Regions from separate parts of the Mus musculus genome. Here region 2 is linked to region 1. A link is a contact called in public Hi-C data. All regions are on one chromosome and are shown on one strand. The core of a region is the stretch at or near the end of the contact, and the rest is flanking DNA. Distances in the headings are between cores, read along the strand shown.

What was found. Hi-C and Micro-C count contacts between places; a contact is called where the count stands out from the background.
Region 2: a Hi-C map of cerebellar granule neurons shows a contact between it and region 1, with 5 times the contacts expected there. The contact joins two enhancer-like sites. A contact is called at or near these places in 1 of 15 datasets of contacts at CTCF or cohesin (pro-B cells) and 5 of 484 Hi-C or Micro-C datasets (the AML12 cell line, cerebellar granule neurons and cerebellum).

The regions. Positions count from the first base shown.
Region 1 is chr3:135,884,259-135,892,025 of GRCm38.p6, reverse strand. Slc39a8 (solute carrier family 39 (metal ion transporter), member 8) reads right to left here. Exons shown (of 9, transcript NM_001135149.1): 7 at 7,622-7,767; 8 at 7,240-7,424; 9 at 3,454-5,221. The coding sequence ends at 5,072. Among named protein-coding and RNA genes, the nearest start is that of Gm31243, 14 kb to the left of the region's middle. Within about 2 kb of position 4,040, at least 34 of the 459 cell types and tissues checked have an H3K27ac peak or open chromatin away from gene starts, as enhancers often do. A contact at or near this core is called in cerebellar granule neurons, where this site is marked.
Region 2 is chr3:137,105,528-137,113,294 of GRCm38.p6, reverse strand. No RefSeq gene overlaps it. Among named protein-coding and RNA genes, the nearest start is that of Gm26107, 42 kb to the right of the region's middle. Within about 2 kb of position 2,599, at least 10 of the 459 cell types and tissues checked have an H3K27ac peak or open chromatin away from gene starts, as enhancers often do. A contact at or near this core is called in cerebellar granule neurons, where this site is marked.

The DNA of each region.
Region 1 (7,767 bases), core at 2,791-5,290:
CCACTCATAATAGACCGAGGCAGAAAAATGAGTACAGATGTGTACAGATAATACTGGATGTAACTGTAGATCTTTTGTCATGGAGGGGGAGAGGCCAGTGAGGAGGCTATCCTCCTTCCCTGAGGTTCTCTTGGGATTGATGGCTGCTGGGAAGGCAAGAGGGTGTTTCTTCAGTGGTGTCACTATCAGCAAGAAGCCTCTGCTTCTGTAACTAAGTCCTCTCCCACGCTCCTAAGGGCAACACGAATTAAACTCATTGGGTCACCAAAAAAATAAGGTGCGAAAGTCGAGGAAGAAGTTGGAAAGGAAATACCTGGGATCAGCAGCAGTGAGAAGGGAATAATGGGGGACACAATCAGAGTACTCTGTGTGTGTGTGTGTGTGTGTGTGTGTGTGTGTGTGTGCGCGCGCGCGCGCGCGCGACAGAGAGAGAGAGAGAGAGAGAGAGAGAGAGAGAGAGAGAGAGAGAGCGCAAAGGTCAAAATACACTGTGCATGTGTGTGAAAAATGACAAAATGAAACTAATTGTTCTACATCGTTAATACATGCTAATAAAAAGAAGGAAAGAGCTGTAATCCTGATCATGGGCTGGAGTGCCCGTGTAAGTGAAGTGCTTACTGTATAAACATGTGTGCCTGAGGTCAGGTCCCAGCAACCACAGGAAAAGCCAAGCAGAGAGGCCCATGGCTGCAATCTCAGAGCTAGAGAGGCAAAGACAGAGAATCTCTGGGGATCGCTGGCCAGTCTAGCTGAGTTGGTGAGCTCCGGGTTTAGTGAGAGACTCTTGTCTCCAAAACAGTGGGTTTGGAGAGGACTGAGGAAGACGACGAACATTAACCTCTGACCCATCCACACACTCAGAACCAGCAGAATGCATGCAAACTGTTTAGAGCCAATCACACACAGAGCAGAAGGATGGCCAATCACACACAGTCATTCTTTACTTTTCCTAATGACAAAATCTTGATTTTTTTTTCTCATAGAAGTGCATCCAACTGAATGCAGAATTGCCTAGTTTCTCTTTTTGACTGGTATATACATGTGACTCATTCTGGTCAGTGGATAGAAGTGGGTATGGTTGGATCTTACTTGTAAAATATTGTTCAGAAAGGAGTGACTAAAGAAACAAGTGTGAACTTTTGCCTTCCTATCCAGTCCTCCTTCCTGCTATGTGGAGTTAAGAGTTCAAAGCCAGATCTCCAGGAGACATCTTAAGATATGAAGCATCTTGGAAGTGAGAGCCACAGTCTATCTGAGACTTTCATTTGTCAGCACAGTAGACAAATAGTAATAGACTCGGTTCCTAGAGCTATTGGGCCCCATGGGCCCCATGTTGCAGCTCACAGCTCTTCTATCAAACTAAGAGAAGACCTCTTAGTTCTTATACATCAAACCCTCATCATGGAGATTCGACCATTTTCTTACAACATCTAAGAGCCACCTTCATAATATCATGTTCTTCTCACCTGTAGACGCCATTAGAAACTATTAAAATGTGGTGGGAGGGAATATGCCTTGTAATTAACAGAATGATATTTGGAGTTTCTAGTTTATCCAGTTTCTTTCACTTTAATTTTATTAGCAGAGTCTCTGGTTCTGAAGGCACAGAGAAATTTAGAGTTTTCAACTAGGAAACCGAATGGACATGAGAACATGCTTTGCGCATCCTTAACATGGAAAGGAAGCTGACAGAAAACCAACCACGGGAATTGCGACCAGTGGTGTAGAAAGAAAACCAAGTATCCATTAAGAATGATCTGTGGTATCGTAGCCAAGAGGATCATTTGAGAATCTCTTGTACGGCAACAGATCTTTCCTAACACAGAAATTGTCTGGAAATCATGGTAACTTCCTGCTAAAATCAAAAGGAGACCTAAAGGAAGATAATGCTGAGAAGAGTTAGGAGAAGCAGGCCATTTAAATGTAGGAAACCAGAAATGCCCAATAGTGCCTAGAGTCTCGCTGAACATCTAGAAATCATTATGACCATACATAGCCTCCAGAGATGCCCAACACTGAGCTCACACATTGGCTACATTCCACTGCTGCTGCGGCAAGAAACCAGGACAGATGAGCAACTGGCAGCTAAGTAAACCTGAGTTATCCTCACTAGCTCTGAGCCATGACACAGCCACACATCCCAACTTGTACAGGTAAAGGAAAGGAACTATTTTCATTAAACAGATTTTGGTTATTATTTAGATATTAGAAGAGGGAGATACCTCTAGAGACTTTTGATGAATTATCATTAATGTCAGGTATCTTCATTCAGGAAAAATAACAGATACTTTATAAAAACTGCTTAAGACTGATTGAACCTGTTTACACTTTACCCATAAGTGGACTTAGGCATCTATTATCTCTTCCACATGAATTTGCAGTTCCAGCCACAATGGGAGCCACACCCTAGTACCATGGCTCTATCAGCTGGCTACCCATCAGCACCTCTAGTGGAAGCTCACCCACTTTGTGAGCTTCAGTTTCCTAAGGTGCTTTGTGACACAGCATTACCATGGTAACAGGATCTTCTACAGTACCCAATAAGTGCCAGGAATTAATACATATTCTTTAAAGTTTAGCAATGAGTAATATACAGTATTTTTTATTTATTCTGGTAGCATCTCTAAAATCTAATGATTATGCTGTCTTAATAAAATGGTGGTTGTAGGTTCTCCTCCAATATCCACTACTCAGTGGCTAGCTAAGTTTGCCATAGTAGGCATGATTTCCATCTTGCTGAGTAAACAAGTCTAACTAGAGAGCTGCTACCAAAGTGAGCCAAACAAGCCAGGAAAAGAGAAAGTAAGCGATGTCCCTCCACGTGTTTTGTTTGAGTTCCTACCTGAGTACCAGTTCTAACTTCCCTCAGTGATGGTTTGTAATCTTCAAAATGAAATAAATCCTTTTTTCTTCAAAAAACTAAGATTATATGGCAAATGCTCCATAGGAAGTATGTTGGCAGGATTATGCTCACTTGAAGAAAGTTAATCAGGATAAAGTAAATGCCATCCCGACTTTCCTTCTGCCTCCAACAAACAATTGCCTCTTGTCTTTAAGTCATCGTCACCCAAAGTCCTTCATTCTCCATGGTAAAGGGAAAGGATGGAGAGCCAGACCCACAAAAAGCAGGCCAAAGAGTCAATCTGCATGTACACTGAGAATCACTAAACTATCTTTTCAAAATATTCTTCCATAAGTCATTTCATTAAAAATACATACAATCTGTACTTTTTAATGTTTTATATATATATGAATGTACTATAGCTGTCTTTAGACACACCAGAAGAAGACATCAGATCCTATTACAGATGAATGTGAGCCACCATGTAGTTACTGGGAATTGAACTCAGGACCTCTGGAAGAGCAGTCTGTGCTCTTAACCACTGAGCCATATCTCCAGCCCACAGCATATACTTTTAAAAAGCAAGGATTGTTAAGCACTGAAACGAAAGGTTATACTAATATAGATTGTGTTTATTGAAATGAAAAATTAGTCTTTGTAGGATTTTTTTGCTAGATATTTTTAAAATAATACAACATCAGTTCTCTACTTGCCTCTCTTCTCATAACACCAGCCACATGATGTCACTCAAAATAAAGACATATTAAGAGAAAAATAACTGACACGGTACATGGTTTCAAAAGCTTTTACTGTTTGGTCAAATAATATTTTTTAATTGTCAGTCATAAAGTGAGAATACACATAAACATATATGTTAAAGTTTATCAAATCTGCACTGTTATTACATGAAAATGTGTTTGGGCTTATAGGAAAACATAATTCCTGAGATAACTTGGCTTCTATTACTAATTCTCATCACTGTCAAATCATCTTTTTTTTAAGTTACTTGGGAGTGTGAATTGAAATTAGGATGTTCAATTCAGACTGATCGTCTACAACGTGCTCAAACACTCAGTGAGCTGTGTGTTTTACGAAAGGTAGAAAGAGTATGCTGAGGTTTTCCATCCAACGGTATACCATATGGGAACAAAGCACACTGCACATAAAAGAAGCCGTCTCTGCTGACTGTCAATCACCCCTAATGAGCACATGCCTCCTCCACCATCAGTCTCTGACACAGCCCAGCCCAGCTGTGATTTTTGCATTTATTGAAATTCCCCCTGCTAAATAATTATGCTCATCTTTTAAAAAGTAAATTGCTCACAATTACATTCAATTTCTCTCTCCCACCCAACATATTCTCCACCATGACAAAGCAATCCCAGAGCATGGCAAGACTGAGTTCTAACCAGTCTCGCATACTCCTCAGGCATTTCTGTTGGCTGGAACCACAGCATAAATCATAGCAAAGCAATTCTGGTCTTCTGCAGGGTGTGTTCAAGCTTATAACTCAGGGACCAAGCCCTGAGCCCAAGCCTTGCTGGGCTAGCAAGCCTTTCATCCTTTCCTAATTCATGTTACTTTGTATTAGCTTTCAAAACAATCCTACAGGTCGCCAACTGAGACATAAAGCTGAACAAACGCTGTGCGCTATCTTTCTGGGGTTCGTTAAGGCACTGGGATCGGTCCTGCATGCACTGGAGCTGTCTGTCTTGATTTTCTTCCTCATTTGATGCACCTGCCTTTAAAAGCAGTCAAACACATTAATTGGAAGAAAACCACTCTGAAAACGCTTGAGGTTTTTGTTGTTGTTGTTGTTGTTGTTGTTGTTGTTGTTGTTTACCCAAGCAAGTTCTGAAACCTTACATGACCCAGATTGTGTTTTTCTCTGGATCTGTATGTCTGCTTGTGAATGCACGTGTTTGCTTCATGATAATTTTCTAATATGCATAAAATATTGAAAACCAGGTATTTACCAAAGGCCCCATACACCAGCCTTTGCAGTCTGAAACCGAAAACCTTTTAAGGAAAAATTTTAACAACAAATTTCACCTATTCTACATATCTGAAACCAGTCATTAGATTCCTTAGCCTTTAGTTGAAAATAATAAAAAAAAAATCTCTTTTAACTAAATAGGATATACTTTTAAAAAAACAAAAATCCCTATGGAGATGTTTCTGTGTTGTTATTAAATGCCTTCCCGCGTTGACGTTATACTCCACTTCCGGCTACTGCAATTCGATGTCTCCTGCGTACAAGGTGATGAGCAGGATGGCAGTGAAGCCGGTTAACATCCCTGCATTCTGGATCATGAAGAAGGTGAAATCCGTTTGTCTTCCAGTTACTTTTTCTCTCAGCATGTCGTTCATCTCTGGAAACTAGAAGACACATTATTAAATGGCTGTCGCCATCTTGTGGTGAATCCTGAAATGCTCGTCTGGGGTTTCTGCACAGGAGCTGAGCATTTCTTTCATTTGGGACTGGATCGTACCAATCAATGTTTTGCTTCAGGTATTGAGGAATCCTAGTATTCTGCGGCATCCACGGTAAAACTATCGAAAGGTCACACAGCCAGATAGAATGTACCTGGCTTGATGCGTTCTCTCCTCAACTCTCTTCCCATATACAGCTGTCTACACCTCAAATTTTAAGGAATTCAACCCGGTGGGTTTCACCCTCAGGCACGCATTTCTGTTTACTTCCGTTAGCCCTTACTATACTATACTATACTATACTATACTATACTATATTCTGCTTCATCCCCATTAGATATGCTATTGTTCCTCTTATCTCATAGTATTTTTAAGTATGCCATGTTTTACTTTGTTGTTTCTTGCTTAGCCCAGGCTGCCCTACTATGTCACTATGTCACTATGTAACTAATGACGATCTTGGACTTAATAATCACCCTGCCTTGTGCCACCACAGAGTTGGTGAAGTGTTGGGTTTTTTTCTTGTTAGATGGTGACATTTTTGTTTGCTTAAATTCTGACTTTGCTCCTCTGGAGAGAAACACTTATGGAAACCGCTTCCCCGCCCATCTCATAATTTTTCCGGGCTGACTGGAGGGGAAAAACATTTGTGTAACTGACTGAACCTGTTCTTTGAAGTAGCTTTCTTTACTGTTCTGGTTTCTCCATTGTGCTTGCTCTTTCCTCCCAGAGCGACAAGATTTTTTAATAAATTGTGTATTGGTCCAGTGTTGAAGATTATAATACTTTCATTATAGTGAAAACAGATAAAAATCCTAGGTGTTTTTAGTAAATAAATAAATGTTCATTCTCAGCCACAGCATCCACTGCAAAGGTTACACAAGGGGACATGTATGTCCTGTTTTAGAAACACAAATTGCATGATGTGTTATAAATGCTGTGGTACCCTGGATGCAGCCATGCCAGGGATCTTCAGACTCCAGAGGCAGGTCAGAGAACTGGCGTGAAGTTCTTACAGGGAAAAAGTTGGTGACATCTCTAACATGAGGAAACTACTATGTCACATAGGACATCACCTGTATCGCTTCCATAAAGGTACCAACTTTGATAGAACTTTTTTGTGTCATGGGAAGAAATGGCCATCTGGAATAAAGACAATGTGCAAGGTAATTCTGGGCAGAAAAATGTAAGTACTGTGGGGGTCTAAGAGCTAAATCCTGCCTTTTTTAAGGGTCTTTGATGAACAGCAAACTGGGCCAGACACTTACAGTTTGGAGCTTGTAATCCAAAGGAAAGATGTTATTAAATTATACGTAATACATTAATTTCTAAATATAACCCAAATACTCTTTTTTATACTCTGACACTTCATTCTCTAGAAATCTGTCCAAGGTATGCTTGAAAACACACAGGGTATTTTTCTCTACACACACACACACACACACACACACACACACACACAACCTACAGACATAAATAATACTGACTCAAATATATATTTATTGTCCAATATTAATTTCTACTTAATTTAGTGTAATATTTTAGCTTAACTTCAAAAGTTTTCAGTGTGAATCACTTTGAATAAAAAAAGTATTTCGTCTACCAAGTTATTTATTCTTCTAAATGTGACATTCTTATGCAACTGATGGGTCAGGCCTACTATAAGAGAAGACGGGTTTAATTCATCACATATTAAAAGGAGTCCTTAGAAAGTAGCTCCCACTATTAAAAGTGCTTACTTTATCCATAAGATCAGTCATCAAAGAATCAACGACAGCCATTCCAAGCTACTGTTAGCACAGGTTACTCACAAAGCGAGAGACGCTGGGCCAGAAAAGGTCTGGATCCCCAGCCTTGAAGACCTTGAAGCCAGTGGGAGGCCGAAGGCTGCCCTTCAGCTCGAAACCCAGGCTCTCATTTGTAAAAATCAAAGTAACACAAAATAAAATACTTGAATCTCTTACCATATCTGCCAGAGAAATGTAGAGGAACATGCCTCCAGCGAGTGCAAATATAATATTGGGAGCAAAATTGTTGCCCACCAAAATGCCGAAAGCTAGTCCCACGTAGCAGGAACACGCGGAGAGGAAGTTGAACAGCAAGGCTTGCCGGGTGCTCATTCCTGCATTGAGCAAGATCACAAAGTCCCCTGGAAGAAGAGAATATCAAGTGAGTTGTGCCTCCTTCTGTTTTGGAATAATAATAATAATAATAATAATAATAATAATAATAATAATAATTAAAAAAAAAAAACTTCCAACAACAGATCATTCATCTCCGTGTATGATTAGGGTCTGCCCAGTCTAACATTCGACCGCCCCTTGCCCTGTGCCCTGAGGTGCTCACCTAACTCATGAGGAAACTCCTCACACAGGATCGCTATGGACGTACTGAGCCCCTGAAGAAGAGACAAAGTACAAGATGCCCCAATCGCCAAGCCGTCGATGAAATTGTGGAGGGCATCACAAAGCGTGATCATCCAGGCAATTGTT
Region 2 (7,767 bases), core at 1,350-3,849, 1.2 Mb before region 1:
TTTTCATATCATTATGGCGTTAATTTTTTTTTTAGAAGCACAGAACATTGGTGGCGCACGCCTTTGATCCCAGTACTCGGGAGGCAGAGGCAGGCGGATTTCTGAGTTCAAGGCCAGCCTGGTCTACAAAGTGAGTTCCAGGACAGCCAGAGCTATACAGAGAAACCCTGTCTCGAAAAAAAAAAAAAAATTACTACCAGTACCTGACCGATGCTTGAGTTGATCAGAAATGTGCTACTGAAAATGGGTTTCCAGTCTCTTCCTTCTGCTTTGTAACTGCTGAACAGTTTTCCTTGTGCTTTTAAGTCTTTGATTTCTATGTTATCTACAACCTTAGGGCTTCAGACAGTGTCCTCCATATATCCATGGTTAAAATATTCTTTTACAGAATCAAACAATTACATACTTTATAACCTAAGTCCCTTGTCCTAATTTTCCCCCAAGTATCTTTTCCTAGAGCTGAAATTTTTTGAAATGACTTCAGGGTGAAAATGGAGTTTAAGATCCAGCTTTATTACGCCTTGCCTGAGTGAGCTTGATCAAGCTTCTTGGTTACTCATATGTAAGTAAGTTCCCTTACTTTAAATCATGCTGACCATGTTGCTATAAGACAAAACTCAGTCAAGGGGAAAGGGCTCTAAATACAGCAGAGCTTCTCTGACCCGGCTGCTGTTCCCCTGGTTTCTAATAAAATTCTGGACAGCTAAGTATTTGAATGATGAATAGCTGCTCGGTGGCCGTTTCCTTGAGCTTCTTGGTTGTGATCTCTATCCACACCATGAGGCTTCATCCTACCTGCTGCTCTAATCTTCTGCTTGGAAGCATCATTCTCTATTCCAATTGCTTCTGTGTAAAGACATCTTTTGAAATGCAATGCCTATATGCTCCTGCAGCTCAGTTATGCTCTAACATTAAAAAAAATAGCTTGGATTCTTTGCTCTTACAACTAAGAATAATTCATTTGCTATTATCAAAGTGCCCTGCAGAGGCTTTCCTTTTCTTCCATGGAATCCAAGTTTGAGGATGTATCAATCAGCCCAGGCTAAATATATACCATGATAAAATGACTTCAAAATTTCACTGAAGTTCATTTCTTCCCAGGAGGCTTTGCTCCTTACAATCATGATCCAGGCTGATGGAGCAAGCATCATCAAAAACCCTTGTCATTGTTGTCTCAGGAGCATACAGTTCTGAAGGAACCAGTGACATACTTCTGCCTCCTTGCTACATGTGGTATGCCCCTCATCTGTTCACAATGGAGATGGTCATTTGTCCAGTCACACCTAGCCTAGGAAGGGCAACCTTATGGTCATCAGCATTAAGAAAACCAGAGCTCTGATCCACTTTCACTGAAGCCTGCAACAACCCTGCTGTTGGTTTTGACAGCCCCATCTTAGGCTTCTCCACTCGATGCATGGTAAACGTGCTCTGAACCAAGTGAAACCTTCTCATGTTTACTTAGAGGAGAAGAAGCATGAGATTTGGGTAAAATATTGGTTAAATATTTGGGGAAAAAATAGAGAAAGTAGAAAAAAGATGACATAGAAAATGTAGGAAGAAAGCAAGATAATGAAAGTAAGCATACCAAAGAAAATGTATTCTAGCATATTCAACACAGAGTCAAAAGATACAATGGACTATAGAATATTTAGAGGTCCTTTTAGAAATGTCCAGCCGGGCAGTGGTGGTGCACGCCTTTAATCCCAGCACTTGGGAGGCAAAGGCAGGCAGATTTCTGAGTTTGAGGCCAGCCTGGTCTACAGAGAGAGCTCCAGGACAGCCAGGGCTACACAGAGAAACCCTGTCTTGAAAAAACAAAAGAAAGAAAGAAAGAAAGAAAGAAAGAAAGAAAGAAAGAAAGAAAGAAAGAAAGAAAGAGAGAGAGAGAGGGAGGGAGGGAGGGAAGGAGGGAAGGAAGGAAGGAAGGAAGGAAGGAAGGAAGGAAGGAAGGAAGAAAGAAAGAAAGAAAGAAAGAAAGAAAGAAAGAAAGAAAGAAAGAAAGAAAGAAAGAAAGGTCCAACTTTCATAGACTCTCCAAAGTCCAGGATTCTTAGAAGAGCTTCCATACATGGTGTTTCCTGGACAACTAAGAACAGCAGAAATCCATAGTTTAGCATGTGGCTATTTTTAAAATATTGTTCCATACTAGGAGCATTGTCCACATGCAAACTCCAGATTAGTGGACATGAGAAGGTCAATGAACAGAGAAACCATTTCTCTGATGGGTCTCTCAGTAGGGCAACAGGCCTGGAGGGGAAGATGCTGCTGATAGAAACTGAATGGAATGAAAAGAAATTCAGAGATCAAGAAAAGGGTTCCAAGAAAAGGATCCACAAAAGGAGAAGTCCCTGATTCTGATGGGCGATAGAATTCCAGGAAACATTTTGGTTTATTGGTTGTTGGCCTTCGTTGGCTGTGACCTCTTGCACTTTGGATGACATTCCAAACATGTTAAAGTGTCAACGATAACCAGAACGAGTAGGCAGAGAGGAGGAGTTATGAATCAGTTTTCTCCCCCAGGACTAATCCAGAACACAACATACTGGAAAGCAAGCTGTGGCCAAGCCACCTGCTCCAGCACCCTGCCAGGCAAGTTCAGTGAGCCAAGATGTTGCAGAAAGACTTCAACCCACAGTTTCTGCCATTGCCAGGTGTAGCAGATGGCACCTACTGGACGTAGCTGCTTGTTAGCCTGGGGCATCTGCTCACAGGGAGCAGCCTGGCAGTGCTTGATGCTACTCTCCCCACACTCAGCTTCTGTGAGTAGATCAGAAAGCCACCAAAACAAGGACCAGCGTCAGAAGCTGCAGTATTTGACCAGTGGATAGAAGGTATGAAATTGGAGCCTACATTTCCTAAAAGGAAGGACAGTACACTCTTGTAGTATTCATATTTTTAAGAATTTTAAATAAACTTTTAAAGATTGTAGTACTCTCTGTGGATGAAGCAAAGTTTTCCTTCGAAGAAGTTAACTGCGGTTCACGTGATCAACATCCAGGAATCTAAGAATCTCCTGTTATTTTAAAAGTTGACAAACCCGTCCTGTTTAACAGGTCCATTGACCTCATAGTAGTGTGGATGTGTTCTCGTGGAACCCTGGGAGCGGGCAGAGAGGGGACAAAGAGTGTTACTGGGACTCTCCCACAGAGAACATCTCTGTGAACATTTCCTCTTGAACTGTTAATAATTCAGTGTGGGCAGAGCTCTGAAATTCTGGCAACGTACCTGGAAGGGGGCTACTGTTCATGAAGCTCCTGCTGAGGCCCGAGCTCAGGTTGGCGGAAACTGTGTGTGACTGTCAGAGAGCCCCACTTTCCCCACCCACGGGAGCATCTCCCACAGGGTGACCATATGCCGTGGAGTCCAGGAAACAGGCTCCGCTTACAAGGACACAATCCACGGAAGAGTTTATGTTCAAATGTCCATGGAGCATGTGAACGTGCGGGTGAGGCTTCTAAATTCTCTGCTCAATGTTCAAAAGAGTGTATCCAAAGGGAGCAGATAGATGGGAATCTAAAATGTGATGATTTGGTACTGAAGAGATGCCTCGATGGCTGATTGTGATTGCTTCTCTTTCAGAGGACTTGAGTTTGTTCTCAGCCTCCTATAACTCAGAATCCAGAAGATCAAATGTTGTCTTCTGTGGTACCCATCACAAACACGCACATCCAAATAAATACTTAAAACAAAGTACCTCAAATGCTATTGTTATATACTCTGGTTTCCTCAGAATATGAAACAGTCAAGGCAGAAGAGAATTCTCTCAGTGAAAATGCAGTATGATACATTTCATGTGTCTAGAGCCTGAAGTAAAGCATATTTTTTTACAATAGTGCTTTGCATACATGCATATATACTAGATGCATACATATGCACACTATTTTATGTGATAATAATCTCAGTACAATACTGCCACTGAAAGTGTAACTTGGAACCAGAACCCGAGAGCTTGCAGAAACAGAACATGAAGGCTAAGGGCAGGCTCACTAATCAGAAATCACATTTCAGCAATGTTCTCACAGAAGTTACATACACACAGTCAAGACATGAGAGAAACCACACCCATAGACATATTGATGCACATTCATTAATTAACCAATTAATACATATTAATCCAAGCAATTTAAAAGAGATAAGGAAAGGGAATATAAAAATGAAAAGTCCATTTTTTGTGTTTCAGTGATGAAGGGGACATTACCGTAAATGTCTAGACAAGCTCCCAGCAAGGAAAGAAAAATGCAAGAAGACTGGGTACTTCCTGGTCATCATTTGAGCCAGTTGTCTCCATGGTGACAAAAATGATATTTTCACAGTATTCTACAATAGCCTAATTGGACTATGTGATTTAATTGCCATTTTTTTTAAAAAATAGGATTTACTATAGGCAGAAGTATTCTCAGCACCTTGAAAACATTAAGGAGTACAGTTTGCATAACAAGCCTAGAAGGAAGTATACGAAGGCAGACCATTTCACAGAGCAGCAAACTGACAAATAAGACAGCTCAGTTGTGTGTTGATGGCTACAGTGATGACCAAGTGCTAATATGTAATGCAAGCCACAGAAAGCTACGTAATGCACGATCTAATAAAGACCAGTTTCTTTATAGGTGTTAGAGAGGCTGGAAACTTGAATCTAGGCATTCCAACTGTCACATATTTTCCAGTCACTTGTCATATTTTGGAAATCGATGTTACCTTTGCTTTCTACTTAATCACAAATAAATGTTTATTGCAACATAAAAATGATTCACTGAATTTCTATTTGGAAACTGGTGATTCTAGCGTATTGCTTCATTTATGGCTGTATTATAGGGAACCCTGTCTCAGAAGCACTGAGCACAGCTTTCTCAAGTTCCTTCCTTGGCACAAAATACAGCTAAGAGCATGATAACCTGAGGGCCCTCCTGAGTGGTGCCAAGAATTGCCAAACTACAATTTGTGTTGAAAATCCTGCTAGAGAAGACAATCATAAATGATCGATTTTAATAAGTCACAATTAAGTCAGAATATAGCCAAAATGGTTGGAATCTGGCATAGCTGCTCTTAGCCTGAGGAAGCTTGGCATTGAAATTCTTGATGGTTGTCCTGGGTGGTGGTAGTCATAACACAAGCTGATACTTTGAGCTTGGCATATTCTTGCAAATCATATGCTCTCAAACATTTTTGATGATCAGACCTAAGTTTTTACATTATTATGCCACTATTTGAATGAATTTTAACTTTCATTAATCTAGTAATTGTCAAATAGTCAACTATCTGATCTAACAATACAACAAAAAATGAATAGTTTTATTGAAAGCTTTAGATGACCTTATACACAAATCTGTCAAACAGAAGAATGCATGTATGCACACTATTCCAAGAATTTTTCATATGAGATAGAAGCAAAATGAAACAGACTTTGTTTGTTTGTTGTTTGTTGGAACCAGATACCCTAACTTTAAATAAATAATAAGGACACATAAATGTATTTAGACTTCTTACTTTGTCAGGAAAAAAAATTTGCAATGTCACTGTATGAGCAGGACTAGAGGGTAAATTTTTCTGTATACATTTGAGTTATTTGGTGTTATAAGTACCAGAACAAAGCCAGTCTTTTCCATCAGTGAAATGCAAACTCTCTGTTGAGGAGATGCTGATATGAACCAAGTTGGAGGAGAATCATTGTCCTCTACCAGGACATCACAAGCTCTCTAGCTTGGTAGGGAAGAGGATGAGTTTGGGGTTCAGTCAGCTCAGCCAAGTGACTGGTTTCCCCACCTGATAGTTGTGACTTCATAAGGTTTATGAAGATGAAACAAAAATGTTTATAACACAGTAAGAACAAACCCCGTCCCCAAGGGTCCTAAATAAGCAACTGTTTTCATGTGTGCCTTCTTGGATTTGCAATATTGTGCTTCATATTCCCCAGAAATCAAACATGCCAGCCTCTACCAAAACACTAATCCAGTGTAGATTCACGGAGAAGGCTTGAAACAAAAAGAAGCCTCCCTTGATAATTTTTTGTTGTGTGATATAGAGACTGCTATCAAATACTCAAAGTATGAAATGTGGTTACATCTGGAAATTTGACTTATTGACCCCTTTACCTAGTTCAGTAGTTACTATACACTGTGTTCATGCATTCTGTTTCAGGGGCCATGTAAATTCATAGCTCCCAATCATGCAATTCTAACATCCTTGGAAAGATAAAACATTTATTTTTTTTAGTTCTTCAAAAAGTGGAATTCAAATTTTACATGCTCTTGAATAGGAATTGCCCCCAAAGAGTCATATATTTGAATGCATAGCCCATAAGAAGTAGCCATGAAGGTATGCCTTTGTTGGAGTAGGCATGGCCTCATTAGAGGAAGTATGTCACTTTAAGGTTTCAAATGTTCAAGCATAGCTCAATGTCTGTCTTTTGTCTGTGGATCCATATATAGAACTTGGCCATTACCTCTCCAGTACCATGTCTGTCAGCATACCTCCATGTTTTCTTTCATGGTAATAATGGACTAAACCACTGAAACATAAGCCAGCTCCAATTAAATGCTTTCCTTTATAAATGTTCCTGTGGTCATGGTATCTTCATAACAATAAGATCTTAACTAAGGCACATGTGAATTAGACAAAGTACTTGCCTACAAGTTTCAAAGAAGGTGAGGTTCCAATCAAAGTCAGTAGGAAGCTTCCAAGAGCTAAACAGGGAAGGCTCAGAAGGGAAGGAAATGTAAGCTCCCTATCTTTCCCACTCCTTCGTCTCCTCCCTCCAAGCCTCAGCTCCCATGGGTTTGAGCTGATTTAAAGTTGGGCTTCACCTGCTTTCACACTCTCCTGCCTCCTTTCTGTGCCTTGCATTTGCATGCTTGCCAGGCTCAGGACTTCTGTCTTGTTTGTGTTTCTTTCTGGAAGATTCTATCCCACGTCAATATGGGAGCTTGCTTTAGTCAGTTCTCAGGCTGAGGGTCCATTGACAGTCTTTCTTGGACAGGGACTTTCTCTGCTTCATTTTAAGTTCCACTCATTCATGAGTATTGCTTACCTGTAGCTGGGCTTGGTGTAAGATGAAACCAATGTCTTGAAACAAAGCTCATTCCAATCACAAGATGGCAAAATGTCACCAGCTCGGCCTAAATTTTTTTAGTAGTTTCATAGTCAGTTCCCCTGACATCAGACTTGGTGATATTCCTTGGCCCAGATGCTCATGTGTGGGTGTCTGGAAATATGGTAGAACAGGCTGAAAGAGCCTACACACAAGGAAGGTGAAAAATCTGGTCCAGTACACTTGTGATATTCCTCTGACACAACTATAAATTATTGTGTAAATTGGATTCAGTTTTGCTTTTGTTGTATTTTTAAAGGTTTTTGTATGGGTGTGTATTGTTGGAGATTGAGTGTGAGCTTGTATACACTGCAGACAAGCTGGTACTATGGCACTCTATCCTTGGCCCTACTTTTATTTTTTTTTAATTTTGACAGTGTCTCACTAAGGTACCATCAAGTGGCCTTGAATTTGCAAGACACCACTGCCACCACCACCAACTCCTCTTCCTCCTCCTCCTCCTCTTCCTCCTCCTCCTCCTCCTCCTACACCACCACCACCACCACCACCACCACCACCACCACCACCACCACCACCACCACCACCACTACCTTAGTCTTCTGAGTAGACAGGATTTTAGTTATGTCATTAGAACCAGGTATTCTCCTAGTTTTAAAATGAGCTTTTTGAATTTTTAAGCATTTGAATATAGAGAGTAAAATATAACTAGTCATTAAACAATA